2 separate regions of the Mus musculus genome follow, and region 2 is linked to region 1. A link is a contact called in public Hi-C data. All regions are on one chromosome and are shown on one strand. Each heading gives the region's core, a stretch centred on a gene start, on an enhancer-like site or on the middle of the called end of the contact. The rest is flanking DNA. Distances are from core to core; before and after follow the strand shown.

The links. A called contact is a pair of places that touch in the nucleus more often than the background predicts.
Region 2: a contact with region 1 is called in a Hi-C map of bone marrow-derived macrophages, with 9 read pairs. The contact joins two enhancer-like sites. A contact is called at or near these places in 4 of 39 promoter capture datasets (the 3T3-L1 cell line, hippocampal neurons, liver and 1 more), 1 of 484 Hi-C or Micro-C datasets (bone marrow-derived macrophages) and 5 of 115 datasets of contacts at active chromatin or transcription factors (the 230-238 cell line, the SCID.adh cell line, astrocytes and 2 more).

The regions. Positions count from the first base shown.
Region 1 is chr1:94,579,643-94,585,582 of GRCm38.p6, forward strand. No RefSeq gene overlaps it. Among named protein-coding and RNA genes, the nearest start is that of Gm23389, 33 kb to the right of the region's middle. Within about 2 kb of position 3,054, at least 27 of the 459 cell types and tissues checked have an H3K27ac peak or open chromatin away from gene starts, as enhancers often do. A contact at or near this core is called in bone marrow-derived macrophages, where this site is marked.
Region 2 is chr1:95,671,093-95,677,032 of GRCm38.p6, forward strand. Gm30431 (predicted gene, 30431) reads left to right here. Exons shown (of 4, transcript NR_166710.1): 2 at 319-550; 3 at 4,244-4,326; 4 at 4,759-5,940. Among named protein-coding and RNA genes, the nearest start is that of Gm30431, 6.4 kb to the left of the region's middle. Within about 2 kb of position 3,174, at least 26 of the 459 cell types and tissues checked have an H3K27ac peak or open chromatin away from gene starts, as enhancers often do. A contact at or near this core is called in bone marrow-derived macrophages, where this site is marked.

The DNA of each region.
Region 1 (5,940 bases), core at 1,804-4,303:
AGAAATTTATCTAGCCATATTAAATCTTCACATTTTTCTAAAACTGTTTTTAAAAGTAGTATCATTTCAAACAGGGATGACTAAAAAAATCTACTATATCAAACAAAGTTGATTGCACCACAAACAGTTTATATTTCTTGGATGATATTAAAATATGTAACTATCTTCACAATAAAGGGATTTGTAAAAAATATTCACAACCTAATTATTTTATGTTGTAATTAAGAGATCATGAGCATAATAGAATAACAGTGCTAATAGTTATGGCAGTAGTTTTTTCCCAAACAATGTATTTCTATTAGTGTATTTAATACTTGATTATTTAGCTCATAAACAAATATGGTTTTAGTGTATATACATGAATATTCAATGCTTAGAGAAATTCATTTTGGCTAAGGGCATAGTGAAGTTGATAGCATCTAAGTCAATTTCCTGACTTATTTTTACCATTCTTGTCTTTTTAATGGACCCAATAAGGAGCAATATGGATGCATATTGATGAATGACTACATATAGAAATTATCTGGGATTCCTGGAGAGATGGCTCATGATTAAGAACACTTACAGCTCTTTCAGGGAATAGAGCTCATATCAGGCACATGTCAGGCAACTCACAACATCTTTTAACTTCAGTTAGAGTGAATCCTTCATCCTCTTCTGTCCTTTTTAGCCACCTACACAGGCAGATACTGATACACAGACATGCACATAAATAAATCATAACTATTCAGATTAGATATAAAGTATTTGCATATAAAATTTACATTTCTAAAATTTAGGTAAGCATCTCACAACTTACTTAAGAAGTAAGAGTTTAGTGGGGCGCAGTGGCACACACCTTTAATCCCAGCACTTGGGAGGCAGAGGCAGAGGCAGAGGCAGGCGGATTTCTGAGTTCGAGGCCAGCCTGGTCTACAAAGCAAGTTCCAGGACAGCCAGAGCTATACAGAGAAACCCTGTCTCAAAAAAACAAAGCAAAAACAAAACAAAACAAAACAAAACAAAACAAAACAAAACAAAACACCCAAACCACCACCCCCGCTCCAAAAAAAAAACCACCCAGAAGTAAGAGCACTTGTGTGTATGTGCATGGTATGAATTCTCCTTTTTGTTCTTTATTTTTTGCATATTTCATATGTATAACAACGAAATATAACATCCTTTTCCTCTGGTCCTTCCTCCTGTACCTCCTTTCACAGATCCCCTAACAGTTTCCATTCCTCTATCTCACTCCCCTCTCTGTTTCTCTGTCTCTCTGTTTCTCTTCCTTCTTTCTCCTTTTTACTCTATCTCCTTCTCTTCTTCCCTCCCTCCTGAAATCTTAGCAAGTTCAATTAGTAAGACCTATATGTGTGAGGGTATCAGGCCCTCCACTGGAGCATGAGGAATGTCCCAGTGGTCACAACTCCAAAAGAAAAAAGATTCTCATTTCCTCAGCAACTATCAACTGTCAGCAGCTGAGTAATGGGCAGAGCCTGGAGAACACACCTATGTTGGAATTTCCTGGAGGTCTTTCTTATGCAGGTGCCAATATCTTCTGTGAGTTCATAAGTGCAATAGCCAGTCCATGTCTAGAAGAACATTCCACAGTATTCCTCACTATCCTTTGATTCTTATCTTTGTCTTCTCTTATACAAACCTTCTTGAGTCTTGGTAGGTGTTAATGAGTTGTAGAAGTGGTGATAAAGATGTTGCATATTAGGCTAATCACACTTCTCATATTCTTAGCACTTAGAGGAGTTATAAGTCTCTGTGTTGACTGCTGTCCACAGTAAAAGGAAACCTGACTGACAAAGGTTTAGATCAGCCCATGTCTATGGGTATAAGCATAAGTATGGAGGAGCCAATTTGATGACATATCCATTGAGAAAAGCAACAGCAGGTTCTACCCTTGGGCTGTGATCCTAATAGCCAGGGGCTGTTGATGAAGTTTAGTACCAGGAATGTACTATATACCATGGCCTCAAATCTAATCAGAAAGTGATAATTACCACATAATGGCTATGTGTCTGTTATGTCATGAGTGCATCTTACTTGCAAATAAATATTGTAACATATGGATACCATGCTGAGTAAGACCATTGGTGTCTCTTCGTCCTCAGCAGCTTGGGTAGAGCTTTTCAGCACTGTAAAAGTACTCCAGGAGGATGAAAATTTCCTGAGGCAACCTGGCCAAGAATGTTGCTGACATTCATAAACAAAGCTGGCCAATTAGCTATCAGTGTAAAAATAGAGTCCATTTCCCTGGGAGGATCTTGGCCACATGACAAATATGGTATTATAGGCAAAGATATTATGAATGTGTTAAGTTAATGCTTTTGAACATATTTAGCTTTGCAAAAATAGATCACTAAAACAGTTTTCCCAAGAGTTTCTACAACATTATCTTAGTTATGGTTTCTATTGTTGTGATAAAAAAAATCATGACCAAAGCAATTTGAAGAGAAAACGGTTATTTCAGCTTATAACTTTCAAGTCACACTTCATTACTGAGGGAAGCGAGGTCAGGAACTTTAGGTGGGAACATATAAACAGGAAATGATTCAGAGGCCATGGGGGAGCTTGTTTCTCAAGACATAACTCGTTCTGCTTTCTTATAAAACCCAGTCTGGGAGTAGCATCCTCCACAATGATCTGGGCATTCTGCCATCACCCATCCATCAATAAAATGTATACCACAGGCTTACCCACAAGCCAAACAAGTGGGGGCATTTCCTTAATTGAAACTCTTTCTTCCAAAAATAACTCTAAGTCATGTTAAGTCGACACAAATCCAGCGCACCATTCATGCCAATGATATATTGTATCACCACAGACTTATTTTGGGCAAGTTCAACCCTGCAGAAGTTATTATCAAAAGAGAAAGAAAGCAAAGATGTGCCTTAATGATGTAACTCTCAAAAACTTTAGTTCAACTCCCCCCCCCCATTGTATTTAATCACTTTAAAAGCTGACTGAATCCAGTTTCAGGCTCAAGGTCTTCAAGCATGGATCATGGCAATCTGGAGTCTCTCTGTGCCTGTTTATTCTGATTCAATTTTTCCCTCACTTCCTCCTATTATATCATCCTTTGGAGAAGAGCCAAATGGTTTCCTCTTATAAAGCAATAAATACATCTCTTCCAGTCTCTTGTCATCTCACAGGTTATTAGTATAGATAGAATCAAGGCACTACATATCCCATCTGAGTTATTAGGAGTCTGGATTTCCTGCCTTATGCATCTAACTCTGCAAACACCAATGCTATTCTTCATCCACAAGCAGGCTGAACATCAGCAAAATGGCCTGTAGCTCCTTCACATATAAATCGTTGCTGTAATTGCCAAAGTAGCTCTAGCTTTCAAAGAAGTCCATTTATCTTTTGTTGTCATTAGCTTATTTTCTGTGCCTTTTGCTTCAATTTCAGCCAGATATTGGGAATTCCAACCTTTATGTCAGAAAAGTACTGGGCTCCTGTGTAAAATAATATTTTGAAGCATTACGATATTAAAATAATATAGTAGGTTTTGTGGGATACAGAAAAATTGTAGCAGATTTCCCTAATCTGACAAAAAATTAGAGTCTTGTTAATAGAAAATTTTCTATGTTCCATTTTGCCTGAGATGCTAGGAAGGTAATACATTTCATATCACTCTCTTAGAATGAATGATGGAATCATATTTTTTCTAAACATAAAGCATCAACATGTCTATTTTTCTAACTACCTGGGTAATACATATTCTTTTAAGCTATGGAAAATGCTGAAAATAAATGAGAAAAGATTCATCACCTACATTAAATAAATGTATTTTATTTCATTTATTTAAAACTTGTATTTTAATATGTTGATAGAGTTCACAAAGGAAGGAAAATGGCCTGAGAGTAGTGTCCAAACAAGCTCAGAGCAGAAGCAATGAGTTATCTGACTAGAGTGTAAACCTTGTTTACTGTCTTGCAACTTTCTTAAATTTAGGTTGTAAACCTTTAATTTGACTTGAATAGCCCTCATTTTTTAGATTTTTCAATGATTGGACCACATATTACTTTGTGGATATAAAATATTTTCTCTGTCATCTACTTTATCTCCCACTTGCCCATTTTATTACATAATTAATGTTCTATTATATAGGTCAGATTTCAGTTTATCTAGTGGACAAAATCTCTTCAGAAGATTTCTATCATTTATAACTGCTGTACTAAAATTCTTCTATCCTTCTCTTCTTTATTCATTTCTGTTGAAATTTTAACATATGTGTGACCAAAAGCAAAAGTACTATTGAAAGCCCATAGATGTATAAATATTTCAACATGTATATGAATGTAATAGAAGTTATATAAAATATGTTCTATGTGCTTATTATTTATCAAAATATAACTTTATAAGTACCAACATAAAAAGGATGGAATTAATCTTACTAAACAATGGTGCATTATTAAACAGGAAATGATCAAACTTAACAATGATTATATTTTTCATTCTTTGGTGTATTGAAAATATTTGGATAAAATTCATATAATTTATTAATGTTTTACAAAATTTATTTAACTACATTTCAGCAAGTCAACTTGCATTATGTAAATATGTATTATTAATTTCAAATTAACAATCTTCATTTTACTATTACAATTAATTATTAATGTTTTACAAAATTTATTTAACTACATTTCAGCAAGTCAACTTGCATTATGTAAATATGTATTATTTATTCCAAATTAACAATCTTCACTTTACTATTACAATTAATTTTTTAAAATAATGAAGTTGAAGATATCTATCTTTGCCAACATAGTAGTAAAATAGATTTGACAAAAAACTTAAGTCAATAGCAAAGTTGGAGAAAGAAATATACATTTGAACACATTGTATGTATATGTACAATACATTATCAATATAAAAATTAGTGATACATATGTGAAAAATGCTGTGTAACTCATTATCAATTATAATAATGTTCATGATATCTTACAGCATTATGTAGATTCACACATGTTTTCTTTGGTTATCTTTTCAAATGTTTTAGGGACATTCAAAATTAGCAGAAACAATGAAAACCATAAGCCATGTCAATCTACTTCTCAGTTTGTTCATCTACAATCAAAACTGTTTCTCACCTACAGTGATGAAATAGAGTTCTATATTAAGTAGTTCATAAATTTTTGTAAGTTATTTTTCTAGGTAAAAACTCTTACTTCTGTGTTTTATTTTATCAGAATGCCATGATTTAGTGGTTTGAATTTGTTTAGCTCAGGGACTGGCACTATTTGGAGGTATGGCCTTGCTGTAGGTGTGTCACTGTGGACATGGGCTTTAAGAACCTCCTCCCAGCTGCCTGGAAGCCAGTATTCTGCTAGCAGTCTTCAGATGAAGATGTAGAACTCTCAGCTCCTTCTGTACCATGCCTGCCTGGATGCTGTCATGCTACCGCCTTAATGACAATGAACTGAACCTTTAAATCTGTAAGCCAGCCCCAATTAAATTTTATTCTTTTAAGAGTTGCCTTGGTCATGGCAGCTGTTGACAGCAGTAAAACCCTAGCTAAGACACATGGTTTTGCACATTTAACATGCATATTATTTCTCTCTCTATTTTTATTATTTTATTTATTTACATTTCAAATGTTGATCACTTACTCTGTCTCCCCTCCACAAAACTTCCATCCCATCTCCTCTCCCCTTTGCTTCTAAGAGGGTACTCCCTTACCCACACACCCACTCCTGCCTCACCCCTCTAGCATCCCCCTAGCATCGAGCCTCCACAGGACTTAGGACCTCCTCTCCCACTGAAGCCAAATAAGGCAGCCCTCTGCTACATATGCAGCAGGAGCCACCGACCAACTCATATATACTCTGCGGTTGGTGGCTTAGTCCCTAGGAGCTTTGATGGGTCCAGTTAGTTGATACTGTTGTTCTTCCTATGGGGTTACAATCCCCCTCAGCTCCTTCATTCCTTCCCCCAACTCTT
Region 2 (5,940 bases), core at 1,924-4,423, 1.1 Mb after region 1:
ATGATGCAGTCTCTTTGAATATAGAATCAATGTCAAAAGTATCAGCAAGCTACACAGTAAAATAAGCTAAAACAAACATAGGAGTTTGTATAAGAAGGCATCTTATAAAAAACAGAATTCTGAGATAGTTTTGTAAAAATCCCAGAGAAGAGAATTTATTTAAGACATGTAGTACTACTGTATCTTTGAGACCTAACTTTTATTTTAAGAGCTAACTCTATGTGTATTGTGGTGATGGTTTCTATATTCTTGGCCCAGGGAGCGACACTATTTAGGAGGTGTGGCCTTGTTGAATTCACTGTGGGCTTGTGTTTTAAGACCCTCATCCTAGGTGCCTGGAAGTTAGTATTCTGCTAGCAGCCTTCAGATGAAGATGTAGAACGCACAGCTCCTCCTGCACCATGCCTGCCTGGACACTGCCATATTCCTGCCTTGATGATAACGGACTGAACATCTGCACCTGCAAACCAGCCTCAATTAAACGTTGTTCTTAAAAGAGTTGCCTTGGTCATGGAGTCTGTTCACAGCCGTAAAACCCTAACTAAGACAGGTATATATGATCATATTCAATAGCAATCACTGTAACAGGTTCTAGTCACAGGAAACATATATCCCTGTGATCAAGCAGTGTTGATACTTTACCAGCTCAACTTTTACAAAAGAGGGAACATATTACTTAATAGTGTGATAAAGCTCTTAATGTTAAAAGACAAACTAGCATGTTTAAGATACAAAACCAGAAAACAGAGAATTTTGATCGTGAAATCTAAACTTCAGTGCAGTAACACTTCCATTTTAAAGGGAGATAGAGAAAGTAAGGTGAATAGTTGAGGACTTGTGTCACTTGGTTTCTGGGATGAGTGAGCAAAACGGGAAGATAATCTGAAGTGAAACCAAATTTGCTACAGGTAAGAAAGTGAAGCAGCACAGAGAGATTGCAGGTCACAAGAAAGGAGAGCAAGAGGAAGTATAGACAGCACAAAGGACACTTAGTCATTAAGAGTAAATGGGTTAGTAGGTGAGAGAAGGAGAGGTAGAGGAAGGGAACAGCCAATGGCAGTACTGCCATGGGAAATGAAGGTTCTTGCTTACATGCTGGGTCATAACCTGCCTGATACAGCTGACAGATCCAGAAATCGGGGCATGCTGGAGAAGGAAAGAGCTCCTTAAACATCTGTTGACAAGACTAGCTAATTGCTCTTCAGTTTCATAACCAAGGGGCAAAGATATTCACTTATTAACTGGATCGTTTATTATGGCTTCCTTATCTTGTATTGCTGTAAAATGTAGATGATTTTATTTTTGTTTGTTCAGCATAGTTGTCACCCAACACATCAGTTCAAAATTAAGTCAACTTTGTGGTTTTTATTTGGTATTGAAGTACTTTATTTTGATTATTTTCTAAGCTAGAATATGAGCTTAATTAGTTGGTTTTTATTTAACTGACAAACCACACCCCCAACCATGAAGGTAACATATACTAATTTCTTCTCGATGATGTGTCACCAGCTTTTTTCTATGGCTCTGCAATACTTGTCTCCTTATCCCGGAGGGAAACTCTACCTAAAACATCAGCAACAGTCAAAGTAGAAACTTCATATGCCACCCTCAATTTGTTTTTTTCCTAAGATACCTCTGTATGTAATGATGTCTCCTCTCATCATTTGAGTTTGGCATATGATCAAGTATAATGTCATTAAAATAGTAAAACATCATCTCCTTGTAGAGTTTCTTGGTTTCCCAAGCATCAGTAAATGGGTCAGTAAAAATTTTTATTAGGAAAAGAAAGAGTAAATTCTTAACAAAAAAGAAAGGGGTAAAGGAAATAAAAACAGAAAGAGAGGGAGAAAGAAAGAGAACTCAGACTAATCCTGGAAAACATAATGCAATAATCTTTCCTCTCTCTCTCTCTCTCTCTCTCTCTCTCTCTCTCTCTCTCTCTCTCTTCTCTCTCTCTATATATATACATACACACACACACACACACACACACATATATATACACATATACAAACACACACATGTACATATGTGTGTGTGTGTGTGTATTCAAAACTAAAACGCCACAACGAAATAAAGGCCACATGATCTGAGTGATATTTATCTGCTAAATGGTCAAATTGCAGAGTCTATATCGCCCGTTTAGTATTTAAGAAGAAACAATGCTTTTATAAACTGTTTAGACTATACAGTAAAAAAATATGGTAGGACCATCCCTGTTGGAATAGAAGACCACCTGTTTTGTATTTTTAACCTCCCCTGGCCAGAAAACCAGACAAATACAAACAGGGGCAAACTTTCATGATCCAGTGTCTCACCACTGCAAGCACTAACTCAGTCATACCATTTTATTATCAATTACACGTATTCTACATATCCAAGGAGAAGTTTATATTATTTAACACATATAGCTAGTAACTTTTCTGACTCATCTCAGTGTGTGGGCACATATGCAAGTCACATCTTTGTGCTTGACGGGTTCAGTCTATGCTCCCTTCCCACAAAGACAGTTGGATTGGGAGTAAACAAAATCTCTTGTTTCCTTGCTCTAGAGTTTTGCTTTTAATTTTAAGCCTTTCTTGTTAGCATATTTATTCTGTAGAATAATCTGTGTGTGCAGTTTCTATACTGCTATCATGACTCATTCCTATGTCATGATGTTTTGGTTCTTACTTTTAAAGTGTTCTTTGAGAAAACAACTGTTACAGGCACTGCTTTCCAAGAACAGAGGGTGTCCTTCCTAAGACTTCCAGAGATCAAAGACGATGCAGGCACAGTCCTGGAATCCTTTACATTGTAGCATATCCTCATTAAATTAATAATATTTTATTTGGAAAATATTCATCAAAGGCCCTGAACATAAAAACAAGAACCCCAAATATTTCAATGATCAAGTAAAAAGACTTAGAGAGAAATTAGCTGTGGGCCCTCAGATGTTCAAAAGGCAAAAGAATCAATGTAGTCTTATCATCTTCTCAGAAATGTATCTAATAATTTTTACTTTCATTTATATAGCTTATATTTAGTAGATATTTGAGTTTATTAATCTTCCTTTTTGTTTTTAGACTTAGATACTGTAGGTGTGTCCTTGTTGGAAGAGGTGTGGCCCTCTAGGCAGGCTTTGGGGTTACATAAGACTCACATTTCCTGTGCTCCGCACTCTGCCTTGTGGTTGTGGGTCAGGATATGAATTCTCAGTTGTTCCTTAATCCGTGATCATGATTCTATACCCGTAAGCTGACTTTGACACTTTCTTCTGTAAGCTGCCTTGGTCATGGTATTTTTATCACAGCAACAAAAGAATAACTCAGACAGAAGTATATTTATTTATGTGTATAAGTGTTCTCTTTGCATGCATATGTGTGCATTATCTGAGTGCCTGGATACACAGAAGCCTACAGAAGGCTACAGAACTTCTGGAACTGGAACTATACTGTTCTTAAGGGTACAACAAAAAGCAACTAGTACATGTACAAATCCCAGAAAAGTGGGAAATAGTAGATTTACTAATAACTTGTTAAGTATTTTTTTAACTTGTATGATTTTGAAGAGAGTTTTCAGTTTTATATTTTCTAAAATAGATATTAAGTTTTGATGTTGGATGTTTAAGTAGAATCATAAAAGAAGTTGCAAAATAACTCTCTGATTTTAAGAAAAGATTTTGACAAGGGTATTCGTTTTCTGATTCACCAGTTTAGTTATAGAAATGTCTCAAATTAATCATTTTATAGTATGGAGAAACAGCCAATATTTGTTGATTTTTGCATATATTCTGTTTTGCAAGAAATTTCTAATTTCATATACAGAGTTACATTATGCAAGGTATTTTGTTGGCATACTATTTCATTTATTGATTAGTTGTAGAATATAGGCATCCAACTTTTAAATTTCTTATTAAGCATTTTTATTTTTTGAGATAAGATAATGCTGTGTAACCCAAGCTTTTTAAAAAAATTATAAACATATATCACAATATCTGGTTTATATTTTGATTTGAATCTAATTTTGTTAGTAATCCAATCATAGGCATACAGTATTTTTACAGCATATTAACCTTTAAATATATTTAAATATGAGACTTTGATAATGTCAATGTGTAATGTGCCAAGATTAGTGTTTCATCATGTACTTGAAATAGTTGTGCATCCTTTAGTCATATGGAATGTTGCTATGTTTTCTATGTCATGTAGGTTAAGTAGAGAGCTCACACTGATCTGTTTGTTCTGTTCATTTTGTTCTACAGTGTTTGAGATAGAACAGTAATTGGTCTACACACCTATAAAATCAGGCCTGGCAGACTGAAGCAAGAAGATCATAATTTGAATAGTAAGAACTTTACTAAAGCAATCTGTCAATCGATGACCTAAACAACCAGCCAAATAGACTAATGTTAACAAAGACAATTATTGCTCATAACTTAGTACCTGTTCCTGTACTCTCTTAAGTTTTATTTTTTCTTAAACATATTTTAAAGTCTAATTTAAAGGACATTAGAATAAAGTTGTGTGTGTGTGTGTGTGTGTGTGTGTGTGCACGTGCGTGTGTGTGTATTCTTACTAGGTATCTCATTATTACTGTGCCCTTTCTTTCATTTCATAATAGCAGGATCCTTTTAAAAGTTATTCATTTTATTTTAAGTGTATGAGTGTCTGCTCACCAGGTATGCGTGTTCAGAAGACAGCAAGAGTTTCAAATCTGGATCAGTACTGAAGATACAGATTGTGTTCTTGTTTTTCTTTTCTTTTTTTTCTTTTGCAGCAATCATGTAGATGCTGTCTTGAGTCCTCATCCTCTGGAAGAACAGCATGTGTTCTTCTGCACTGAGCATCCTTACAACCCATCTAACATTTCCCTCAGTGATGTCTGATCCATGATAGAGGTTTACAGTGCCAAGATTTCATAAACATGTTCTGCCTTTACTTTCAACTTGTCTTTGCTTGTATGTTTAAGGAGAAATACTTTTTGACAGAATATTATTGAGTTTTGCTTTGTTAAAGTCAAATATTTCTTTTTTGATCATACCCATTGAGTAAAGCTTATCTTAAGAAATTCCTTTTTCTTGCAACTCATGTGTTGTCTATTTTCTTTGAGAAGAAGACAGCAAGACATGATTAAACATAGAAAAGGGTGGAGCAATGGAAGGCATCCTACAGGAGTGAGGGAACCATCTGATGCCTAGGTCTTACTGCTGTGAATGTCAAGGAAATTGATTATAGGAATGGTAATCTGAACTTTTTCTATAAGTGTTTAAGTCAAGCACATAGAATGTTTTAAAATCAATTTACCCATCAGATAGGATAAGTATTCCAGCTACAATCAGTACTAGTTGTTAGCACTACACATCAAGTATGACACAGATAGAAACACAGATTCAGAAAATAAACTTGGCGTTTCGCATCTTGAATACTTTTTGCAATAGTAATCTGTTAGGGGTTGGTCTGGTACTGTGTATACAAATGGTAAATTCCGGTCCCCAACACCTGGTTGTTTGCAGAGAAGTGAATGCTCATGTGCACCAGTCTTTGTTGTGCAAACCTTACTCTGTATGCAATTTAAAGATATTGGCTAACTAAAAGTGGCTATAGACAATCACTGAGAATAAAGGTACATGGGACTTTTATTACAAGACTCACCATCGCAAGTACAGACCACAAGAAGAAGGAGAGAAGAGAGAAGGAGGGAGAAGGAGAAAGGAGTCAAAGAAAACTTGAGGTCTTCACTAGACACAATACACCAGAAGCTCATGGCCAACTAATTGCCCCCTGAGGACATTCTAATGGAGCAGAAATAACCTGGGTGAGACTCAAACAGCAAGTATTTGGGAGCACAGTTGGGGAGTTAACAATCTTCTGTATAAAAAAATATATTAGGTGTAATATGCCCAGTAATGGGGTTAAAGCTGATTTAAAAAAAAATCCATAAGATGCTGTCTCTATTATT